Linked DNA regions of Mus musculus: region 2 is linked to region 1. The links are chromatin contacts, called in public HiChIP or PLAC-seq maps. All regions are on one chromosome and are shown on one strand. The core of a region is the stretch at or near the end of the contact, and the rest is flanking DNA. Distances in the headings are between cores, read along the strand shown. Region 1 holds the start of Vcan (versican). Region 2 has its middle 160 kb from the start of Atp6ap1l.

The links. HiChIP or PLAC-seq counts read pairs in DNA pulled down with a chosen protein or histone mark.
Region 2: an H3K27ac HiChIP or PLAC-seq map of cardiomyocytes shows a contact between it and region 1, with 11 times the contacts expected there. The contact joins the enhancer-like site here to the promoter of Vcan in region 1. A contact is called at or near these places in 10 of 39 promoter capture datasets (the 3T3-L1 cell line, 3T3-L1-derived adipocytes, the C10 cell line and 6 more), 1 of 484 Hi-C or Micro-C datasets (uterus), 13 of 115 datasets of contacts at active chromatin or transcription factors (the NIH/3T3 cell line, astrocytes, cardiomyocytes and 10 more) and 3 of 9 other capture datasets (adipose tissue, embryonic stem cells and liver).

What each region holds. Positions count from the first base shown.
Region 1 is chr13:89,738,977-89,744,803 of GRCm38.p6, reverse strand. It overlaps Vcan (versican), which reads left to right and starts at 2,292. Exons shown (of 15, transcript NM_001081249.1): 1 at 2,292-2,731. Gm4117 (a long non-coding RNA gene) reads right to left here. Exons shown (of 2, transcript XR_003950663.1): 1 at 5,214-5,827.
Region 2 is chr13:90,741,644-90,747,470 of GRCm38.p6, reverse strand. No RefSeq gene overlaps it. Among named protein-coding and RNA genes, the nearest start is that of Atp6ap1l, 160 kb to the left of the region's middle. Within about 2 kb of position 2,185, at least 24 of the 459 cell types and tissues checked have an H3K27ac peak or open chromatin away from gene starts, as enhancers often do.

The DNA.
Region 1 (5,827 bases), core at 1,043-3,542:
TAATTTTCTAAATAATAACTTTGGGAGCCAAGGTAGTGGCTTGACTTGCACAAAGATCATCACTGTTTTTTCATCCCTTAGAAAGTTGATCCTGCCTAAGAAAGTGCCTTTGCACTGGATACCACGTGTTTTGTAGATGATATGAGGGAGGGACTATGGATGATTACCAGCTAAGGAAATAAAGTTAAAAAAAAAAAAAAAAAGGAAACCAGGTAAAACCCACACATTTGACAAGACAAAGTAAAACATCTCACAATAAAAACGTATCCAATCAATGACTTTTTATGATTTCCCATCATGTGTACATGATGCTTGCAGTAAATACTGATCATTATCATGTCTGGGAAACATGTAGCAATCTATTACTAGTTTGCTTCTGCCCTACTTCTTTGTAGACTTGTTTATTCAAGTGTATTGTGAAGGGAGAATAGGATAACAGAGAGTTGATAAGCTTTTAGGCCAATGATCTGTCGCAAAGTAGCCTTGGGCAAACCACTTAACTGTAAAACTCAAACTAGGTTCACTTGAATTTAAGAAATAAATTAATGATAATAACTTGAAGCGTTTCAGAGAAAAAATCTATCTACCCCAATGCCTGGAATATAAATAATAATGGAAATTCATTATATTTTATTTTTCTTCTTTCTGAATGAATTCCTATTGATTCAAGAGCTGTGTTCTGATAAGCATCTCTGGTCTGTGCAAGCTTGGGGTGAGTCTCTTTCCATACCTGGTTGTGTTGGCATGTTAAATGCAGTGACTGAAGTCTGATGTCAAGATGTGGCTCTCATTCTGCACAATATATGGGATGAAATTTCAGTTTTAGTAATGGCAGTACAATCGTCGCATAAAGGTTAAATAAGTCACTGTAAGCCAAACTGATTTCGAAATGGCCCGTAGTACAGTTAAGTCACTCACTACAGTGAGTGTAAGTAAAAGGACACATGAAATACACACCGGGGGATGAAATTGTACTGATAATCCTACCACATGTTTATCACTTAAGATCTATGATCATATTGAATCTACAAACCTTAGAAAAGGAGCCCACATGCAGAAGGGTCTAGGTTACAACTTTAGAACTGTGGTTGGCAGCCAATCTAATTAAAGAAATCCAGGGTAAAGACAAACTCTCTGCGTTAATCACTACCGTTTCTGAAGCCCTGTGTTTGATGTCATTCTCTAAGCAAAACATTCAGAGTCAATAATTACAAGGATATTTCCATATTGGTGTAGGAGGAAAAGTTTGTAATTGTTTCAGTACCCTGAGAGTTACTTCGACATGTCTTGCGAACTTATTTTGTCCTCTCTCTAGAAACTCATACTAGACTTCAACGTAACGGAAAATTCAAAGTCGCCCTTTTGTGAGGGTCAGAAATCCTTTGTATTAACTGTTTGACCCTTTGCTCTTTAAGGTCCTAATGGAGTCTTTTGTGATTCAGTGAAGGGTGTGCTTCTCTATATTGATGTTGTTTACATCGATGGATAAGCCTGAGTAGGGGAAAAAAAAAATTGCGAACGTGAAAGATTCCATTTCCAGACAACATGGAAAGACTGGTAAGTCAAAGAAATCTGAGTTAGGCAGAAAATTCTGCAAGATATCCTGTGAAAGACAGAGGTATGGAAGAAGGAAGGAAGCGAAATACATTTAAGGAAAGACGCGGATTTGTGTCAGAGAAAGGATTCTCTTTGAATGGGACAAGGGATTGCTTGGGGGGATTTCCTGTCCAACCCTTTATTGCCAGGGTCTTTGTGTAGGGCCTGATGCCGCGGGCTCCCCATTGGGCAGTTCCCTAGGGAGAGCAGTCACGAAAAGCTTTTGCGTCTCCCTGGGGCTTGGGATCTCACTTTCTCAGTATCTCTTTCAGGTTGGCAGGAGCATTGAGCCTGACACCTCTTCTGATGGGACGAGCAAGCTCCGTGGTCGCATTAAACACATTATACGCAAGTTCTTGGCTGATGTTATAGAGTCCCGTCCGCTCCTAAGGACTGACCATACTTAATTGCTCTGTGCTTGCTGGCCGCAGCAGAGCCTGGGGACTCCTTTCCCCTAATTCAGAAGTAGCAGCCCAGGGCGGGGAAGAGGGGGTGGGGTGGGGATGGGTGGGAAGGCAGTTGTTTGAGACTGCACAGCGAGGTGGTACCGAGTCGTTGAATGAGGAGCACGGATTCCCCCCACCCCCAGCCGATTGGTACTTCTCATCAGGAAGAAACGCTGAGAGGTGGGAGTGCCTGGCCAGGGAGGCAGGCGGTCCCTACCGCAGGCTGAGGGAGCTCCTTTCCGCCCCTCCGCCTGTTTCCAAGCTTGGGCTCTTTGGAGTGACTGAGCTACGGAGCTCTTCAGGAGCCTGTGAATGAACCCTCCTCCTCCTCTCCCTCCTCCTTCTCGCTGAGTCTCCTCCTCGGCTCTGACGGTACAGTGATATAATGACGGTGGGTGTCACAACCCGCATTTGAACTTGCAGGCGAGCTGCCCCGAGCCTTTCTGGGCGAAGAACTCAAGGAGCGCGGGCGCAGCAGCTGTGAGCATTAGGTGCTGTGGCCAAGCGCTGGGACAAGGATCTGCCGCTACCAGCGCATCCTCTCTCCTCTCCAGCTCTGTCCCGCACTCGCTGCACCCTTCCCCAGGCCACCGCGCTTCCTATGTGATCTTCCGGGGCAACGCGGAGCCCTTTCTCACAGCTCAGCAGTGAATTTCCACCCCGAAAACTGCAGTAAGCCGCCTTTCAAGGTAATCACTTTTCTTTTGTTCCCCCATTTAAAAGAAAGAGGGAAAACTTGTTGGGAAAAGAAAACCGTCCAGCTTAGTAGGGGGAAAGACTCACATTGTAATTGGAAGAGGGCTTTAATTAAAGCCAAGAGGACTAGCTGTAAGGCGAAGTTAGAAAAATGTGCGCACTTTCAAACATGAAGGTAACTTGTTAAAGAGATGAATTCAGATAGACCTTGGTGCTGAAAAAGAGCTAGACAAAAGAAGTCCGGGGTGGGGTAGAGGAAAAGGACAAACCGAATAGGGGGAAGGGATTTTGTAGCGAAATCCTAGAAAAGTCCTGCTATCTTGAGTTGGAGGAATGGAATGGACTCCTCACACCTTGATTTTGTTCTCTTTAAAGTGGTCGAGGCAAAAGTTTGAATGGAGAGTCCCCAAACTTGCCCAAATGCAAGCCCCTGAAACCACCTTAGGGCAGACCACCTGGTTTCCTGGCTCCGTGTGTGTGGTCAGTATCTTTGGTTCCTGGAAAGTCACCTCTGGGCAGCTCCTGACAAGGCAGCAGGATACTTTAGCGGCCCAGGACCTGCACGGACATGACCCTTTCCCCCAACCCCTCAGGCAATGTGGGAGGCTATCTGGCAGGGGTTGGGTAGGGTCCTGGGGCTGCTTTTCTTTGATGACTTGAGGGCTGTCAAAGCTCTCTCACGTTGCCCCTGTGTTCTTTTGTCCTGCGCGTGGTGCTCCCGAGCCAGCCGGGAAGGCGCATTGGATGGGGGTGGGGTTGTTGGAACACCGTAGAGGTCTGGGAGGCTCCTGGGCGGGAAAGCTTTCCCTGAACTGGAGGGGTGTGCAGTATCTCCCCCCTCGCTCTGGAAAACGAAATGAAGGCTTGTCCCCCAATCTTTACTAGCAAACCAGGACCCATAGATTCTCCAGACAAAGGTGGCGTGGAGACTCGAGTTGGGGACCAATTGGTGCAGTCTTCTCGCCTGGATTACAGCAGTCCTCTGTTCCCTTCTGTATCTTCATCCGCTCCCATTTCTCCACTTGAGTTGAGCAACTTTACGGGCTGGTGGAGTGGTTGTGGAGAGTGCGTGCCGGGTTTCCCCGGGGACGCCCTGGCTGAGAAAGTCCTACTGCCCTGAGTAGGCGTGGGCATTGCAGAGACTTCTCTAGTGCCTGCAGACCCGGGACATCCCGGTTGTCTCGGTTTGTTCTCGGTGTCAATGGGCGTGGACTGCTCAGAGGGGTTAGACAGAAGAAATAGTGGTAAGAAAATAATGTCATAGCCTAAACTATTTGCTCTCGGATCCAACTACGTTCGCCTCCGCATGTCCTACGTGTTCTCGGGATCCCGAGGAAAGGGAAAGAAATCTCCCCCGAGGCTGCAGGGCAATACTGCCTCAAGTACACCCACAGTGGAGACTCGCTATCTGTGTTCCCTCATCTTTGTGTCTCTTTCTCAGTCTCCATCTTCTCTGTCTTCTCTTTCCCCTTTCTACCTCCTCTGCGCTTTTGCGTCCCCTCCCCCACGGCTCACAAATGAATGGCTAGTGTGAAGTCCCTTCCGTCTCTGTCCAAGGAGGCAGGCCCAGAGGGAGGAGCAAGGGCGGGGGGTGGGGGGGGGCGGAGGCGGTGCGCTCCTTAAGATCTGCTTGCAGTTGGGTGTTTCGGACTAGCAGAACCCAGATGTCTAGGAATAGGGAGTTTTGTAGTAGGCGTGGGCTCCCCCTGATGGAAGAATTCAGCACAAGCGGAAAATAGGGCCAGAAAACCACTTTCATATCCTTTGGTTCAAAGAGAAGACCCAGTTCTCCTTTAATAGTCAGTTTTCCACTTCAGAATCTGGAAAGTGAGTCTTTGGGGTTTGGAGGAGACAAAAAGAAGGGAATTTGGTCTTCCCCAAAACACGGGCTCCTTTTCTTTCATCCGCGTGGCTTCCCGCGGCGCTCTGGGAGGCGCCTGCAGCTGGGCGGACTCACAACGCTGGTGACAGAGTCAGGTTTGTAGTTTCCTGACGTGCAATTTACTCATCATTAAGAAAAGTAATAAAGGCACTTGCTTTGGCAAATTTCGCTAAGGTCCTTGGTCACAATGCTAGGACTCTGTTCCAGGCTATTGTAAAAGAACCCCCCCTCCCCCCACTCCTCATCCCAAACTTAACTTTCTCAACATCAGGACAGGCGTTGCACATGGAAACTGGGAAGAAGGCGGGCGCCTAGAGGCAGAGGAAAAGAGTTTTTCCACTGGGAAAGAGTGGGACAATGGAGGGTCGGCGGATAAAGAAAAAAGAAAACGAAACAGATGGATGCAATAGCCAGGAGCCGGAAGAACTCGTTTCGAAATTTTGTTCTCACTTTCGTGTCTGTTATGCGGAAAACGATAATGATAGCGAGCGCATCCTTGCCTGGTGCTGGCCTGGGAAGCAGCTACAGAAACAGAGGTGGTCCGGCCCCGCCTACAGCGGAGAGGGGCTAGCCTCCCCAGCCCCTAAACTCACCCTGGTTTGGAGGAGGGGCCCGGCTAGGCACTCCCTTCAGCGCCGGGGGGTTCGCTATTCGCCACGTGGGCTGGAGCTTCAGCTCAGTGCGCGAGACGGGTGTGACTTCCTGGGCTCCCAGACAGCTGCACAGCTGCTCGGGCGAGTCGCTTAGCCTAGGTCTCCAGCGGCTGCGGCCAACTGGGGCGGGGCTGGGCTGAACCCGGGTGGGGCCTCGGCTGGCGTGTCTCCTGAGCTCCAAAGGCTAGCTGAAGCTGGAGCGGATCCAACTTCTATTAAGATGGCACCAAAGACTCAAGTTAAAAGCCGTTAAAATACTGTTTTCTCTTGCTTTTTTGGGGAAGTGATATGCAAGTACAGGGTTTTTGCTTTAAAAGGAGGAAAAGTGATGATTTATTCTAAGTCAAATCTTGGCATGAAAATGAGACAAATTTGCGATTGCTCCATGCATTCGTTTTGAAATACATTTACATTCCTAAAGACCACATTTAGCCAGAGACAAAATTAATTCTGCTGTAATTGAGTATCAACCAGGATCATTAGAGTGGGCAGGAAAGGGCAGGGGGTAGGTGTCTAGCACAAGTTGACCAAATGGCTGATAAAGAGCTGGGTTG
Region 2 (5,827 bases), core at 936-3,435, 1.0 Mb before region 1:
CAAATCACAGGCCTCCTGCTGCACTAATCTAATTGGATAGGGAAAATCCTGTGACACTTTGCTGCCTCTCCATGGAATATTTTTGTATGATTGCTTTCTTTTGCAACTTTAAATGTTCAAATCACACAGAAAGGTAAGAGTTGAGGGAGGATGCCGTTTGCCACCAGCTACTTACTGTTCTTGTTAAGGAAAACTCTTGGATCCAAAGACCCCCAAAGGCCATTTCAGTAGCTCTCTTATCATGTTTCATTTTATTCCCCAAACCATGAGCATTAGTACAAGACATTAGTACAAGCATTAGTACAGGTTTATCTAGTATAGCTGATACACAGTGAGGAACATAGGCTTCCTTAGAGTCCAAGGACTAAGTGGTGAATTGGTGGCAGCCCAGGTGTTCTGTTTGCTACTGGTTTCAAAGGGATCATGTGGTTTGTGAATTTCAGTGGTGCACATTGTTAGTGATTTCAACTGAGATGCCTTTCCTCCCCTCTGTGATGAACTCACTCTTGCATGTCCACTTTCTCCGTGTTCATGCTAGTGCTATATATCTATTTGTTGAAACTGTGACGGAAGACATATGGTTAGGACCCAACACCTCCAACCCATACACCAGTCACCTTTTAATGTTTCTAGGAGAGATAGTCAACAAACATGACACCAGATGCAATTTCTATATCTTGAACAAGAATTTTGTGCCAGGAAAACACTCTGGTTAGTGGTGCTGGAGTCCTAAGTAGCACCACATGGGGCTTAAGTGGATTCCTTTTGCCCCTCTAAGCTGAAGTCTTTCTTTGGTCAGTCTAGATTCCATCCTTATCTAGTTCTTTGGACAATGCAATTATCATTAAGAGAAGACATAGAAAATTGATTACAAACAGAGGTCTTTACTCAAGTCTTACACTACAGTTATGTTAAGTGGCCCAGTTCCTAAGAATAGTTTCCAGGGCAGAGTTGATAAGGTATTTGTGTTTAGAGGATGAGGACAGCCACCTCAGAACTTATTATGGAAACTTGTTAGAGTCAGTTGCTAAAGAGGCTTGACCTCTGATTGGTCAGGGCAGTTATTTAATGTTAGCTCTTCATACTTAGACAGATATCTTCCCCCTGATTTTGGAAAAAGGAAAAAAAAAAAAGCAACAAAACCCTTAAATCTTTCTACACAATCCAAAAGCAAATAATATTTCAGATTTTAAATACTTTAATAACTGGTAGAAGTTTGTTTCTGTAAAATTAAGTATTTTTCCATAAGCTTGAAATAAGGCTATCTTATCCTTGAAATTATAATTTGTTTTGGAAGGACACATGTGCATGTGTGGTCTCTCTCTCTCTCTCTCTCTCTCTCTCTCTCTCTCTCTCTCTCTCTCTCTCTCTCCTCTCTCCTCTCTCTCTCTGAATATCTATGAGACAGAGAAATATTTACACACACACACACACACACACACACACACACACACATATATATATATATATATATACTCAAACACTTTCAGGAAACGGAGGAGCCTGATTTAGGCACAGGTGACACAGGTTTGATATTTTGCCTGCCATGGAAGCTAGCGTAAGGTCCCCTCTTTGGCTCATATAAGACTCTGAAGTGTGTTGACAGTGTCTCAGGCTACTGCTATTGTAATTTGATTAAACTGAGATCTATGTTCTCAATGTGTACATGTCTTCAGTTTCTGTCATGGGCTTAGCTTTATCTTAGATGCATGACTAGATACAATCCTGAGAAAATGCTTCTCCCAAAGCCCAGCTCCTTAGGAAAGAGATATTCCTAGATAAAAATAAGACAGTCTGGGTATGCAGAAGAAATATTTTCCTTCTAAGATCAGTGAAGAGTTGGACCCTATGCTGCTGTATGGAAACTGGTCATGTGGAGAGGGCAGGAGCCAGACACAAATACCCAGTAAAGACCTCTGAGGTTCCATTTTGACCTCTGATCCCCTGGACCAGATTCCAGCAAGACTTTCTCTGTCATATACTTCTTTTAGCTCTTACTATCAGTAACTTCTTATAACAAGCTATTAAATAGTCTCTAGGGTCTGGGAAATCTGGCCTATGTTTCAGAGAGATTAACAGAAAAGGCAGCATTTTCCCTTCCCATCAGGAACTGGACTAGTGGCTGCAGGCCCTGTGAGGACAGCTGTGCTCACAGAAGACCTTGACATTAGGGTGTGGTTGGAAAGGTCAGCAGCACGTCTGAGCAGCAGGAGTTTCCAGTGGAGAAAGAGGGGAACTTTGCCAGGGCAGTAATGACTGCACATTCCTGGAAACTGCAGGTCTAGGTCTGGATTCCAGGAACTGGAATCACAGTAACTTATGTCAGAGTGATTTGGGAATAAGAAGGAAGCAACCTCACAGTCACAGGCTGGTAAGGCTCCATAAGAACACAACCCTCTTGATTTGAAATGTCCTCCTGAATGAAGGTCTCAGGCTAGCTTCTGTGAAGGAAGCCAGGCTCTTCTCTTTACTCTAGCTTCATGGAAGGAGGAAAGAAAGGAGAATTAAGTAGGGATGGAGTGTAACAGATGAGTTCATATATATATGATTTATTTACTGTAGCTATTTTTAGACACACCAGAAGAGGTCATCAGATCTCATTACAGATGGTTGTGAGTCACCATGTGATTGCTGGGAATCAAACTCAGGACCTCAGTGCTCTTCACCACTGACCCATCTCTCCAGCCCCCAAGTTCTGATATCTTATTAATACAGCTTAAGAGTGGGGATGTAGTTCATTTAGGACAGAGCTTGCTAGGTATGCACAGGTCCTGGATTGTATCTGTAACACTGCATAAATCAGCTAAACACATATGTAATTCCAGCATTTAGGGGTTGGGGACCTGGGCTAAAATGAGACCTGTCTCAAAGACAGATCACACATTCACACAAGAGAGCGACACACACATACACACAGAGAATGTCTACTTCAGAGCTTCTTCTTGGATGGCATAGATTAATGTTGAGCATTGTGGTCCTGGCCATCTAATTTTTCTCTATTACTCCTACTCTTGAATATGTCTGTTGGCATGGCCTAGTTTTACTAACTTTTGTCTTCTTTCAATCAGGGTTCTATACTCATCTGCCACCATGGACACAGTGTTGGAACTAGGAATTTGATAGGTTTACAATCTAAATGAAATCATGAAAAAACTTACTGCCTCTACAGTACAGCAAACCTTGGGCTGGGTATAGTGATGCTTACCTGGAATCTCAGCACTTGAGAGGCAGAAGCAGATAGATCTCTATGAGTTCAAGGCCAGCTTCTTCTACATAGTGAGTTCTAGGTTGTCTAGTTGTGAATGGTGAGATCTTGTTCCCAAAGAACAAACAAACATAAAGAACCAGACAAATACAAATTTTCAAAATAAATGAATAGTTCTTGAATTAGGAGTTCACAAGCCTACACACACACACACACACACACACACACACACACACACACACACACACACACTCATGTCTTATGTGCTAAAAATTGTTATATGAAGTGAATGTGGCCTCCCAAACTGAAAGTTCATGAAGTCTTTGAGGGACTTTATATAGAAGGGAGTGGCTGAGGATGTGGCTCAGTTAGTAGAGTGTACCTACTATGCACACGTGAAATACTGTGTTTAGTCCCAATCACTGCATGAACTGGGAATGGTGGCCTACTCATGGAATCCCAGTGCTTTGTAGGTTGTGGTAGGAGGATCAGACATTCAAGGTCATTTTTGGATACATAGTGAGTTTTAGAGTTTTAGACTACATGAAACCCATATAACCCATATATGTGTATATGTAATGTATATGCATATGCACACATACATATACTCACATATATACATATATGCATATATTTGTATACACATATTTATATACATATATATACACACATTTATCATTTGTGTGTGTGTATGTGTGTGGTTAGTTAGTTATACAGTTTGATTTCTCTGGCTATCTAATTCTTAAATGAAATTCTTTTCCTCATTGTCATGTTTCTCCCTCCTCAGTGGGAACTACACACTTCAGCTAGATAACTGGGATATCACCTAGAAGAAAAGCATAATAACGATCCAATGAAAACAGCAATGATTTCCTTCTCAAGACCGAGATCCTAGTCCCAAAGCTCTTGTGCTGTGAGATGTTGACTTGGAGCACATGCATCTGGCCTGGGGTGAGGCAGGTGCTCTGTTGACAGGAACGTGACTCAGGCTGGGGAGGAAAGTGGGATTCTTGCATGGCTAATTTCTTCTAGCCATTCCCTTGTGTGCAGGCTCCATTTCCAACCTGCACCTGCACTATCCATGCATCCAGAGCCAGGCTCTCCTGGGATGGAGAGCTGCCAATCACTGCTCTGGGAGGATGGGCTTTGCCTGAAGCCAAGAAGGCACATTTCCTTTCTTGATCACTGAACAGCTGATTTTAATCTAATTCTAATCTGATTCTAATCATTGCAGGGAGATTTTCCCAGTTAGAAGCAACAATCCGTTATCATCATTCTGTCTGTGGTAGATATTTTAGATGTTTCAAATATGCAAAACACACAGGCCTGCAAAAGTTTGGGTTTCTGGTTAATGTGCCAATCTCGCCATTCCCAGGCAGAGTGGGTGGGGCTGCAGGGCTCCCTCCTTCTAACACCATATCCTTTAAGCACTTTGCAGAATTGAGTCCAATGTACAAGAAGATGCAAAGTGTGAAATATCCACCATGGGCCAGGCCAAGCAGGATGGAAGTTTCCAATAGTGGATTTGTAAGGCCAATAAACTTAGTTTAAACCACAAGAACCATTAGGAATCTCAAAATGCACCTGGCATTGTGTCAACTCATCTCATATGCTGGTGCCAAAGATGGATTGTGATCCTCCTGGAAGGTCTTCCTTCAGCCATGGCCTGAATTTATTGCTTACCTCTGTGAAAGGGACAAAATGCTTCTAGGAATGAAGCTTCTAGGATTAGAATGAGATTTCAGGAGATGTAGATTAGAAACATTAATTAGTTGAAAGACAGGGAAAGTTGAGTTCTTTGTATATAAACTTTTTATGTATAAAAATGGTAAAGATACAAACTCCCAGAGACTGCAGCAGCATGCTCAAGCTTGCATACATTTAAGTCAGGTGGGACTCCCAGCTTTTCCCACTGAGTGGAAAAAGTCAATGTGGGGTCCCACACTTAATCAACAAGATACCTGATAATACTCCCTGGAAAAATTAAAAACCATGTTTCTCTAATGGAGCATCATTGGGTATATCAACCACATTCGAGGGCAGACCCCATGCCCAGAAGTAGCTGGCCAACACATACACACACACACACACACACACACACCCCACACACACACATACACACAGTGACTTTAAGAAAAATTTAATGTGGGCTTTTTGGTTTGTTTTCTTTTGTTATGACAGTTTTTGGTCTTTTGACTGTTCTAGTTTTGTTTTTTTGTTTGTTTCTTGTGACTGATTTGGGGCTTTTTTAAAAGAAAGAGAAAGTTGGGTAGGTAAGGAGTTGGGAATAACCTGGGAGGAGTGGTGGGAGGGAAACATGATCAAAGATATGAAAAAAATGTAATGGAAAAAAAAGAGGGCTGGTGAGATGGCTCAGTGGGTAAGAGCACCCGACTGCTCTTCTGAAGGTCCAGAGTTCAAATCCCAGCAACCACATGGTGGCTCACAACCATCTGTAACAAGATCTGACGCCCTCTTCTGGAGTGTCTGAAGACAGCTACAGTGTACTTACATATAATAAATAAATAAATCTTAAAAAAAAAAAAAACTAAAAAAAAAAAAAAAAAAAAAAAACCAAAAAAGAAAAAAAAAAAGCAAAATTATTTAAAAAAAAAAAAAAAA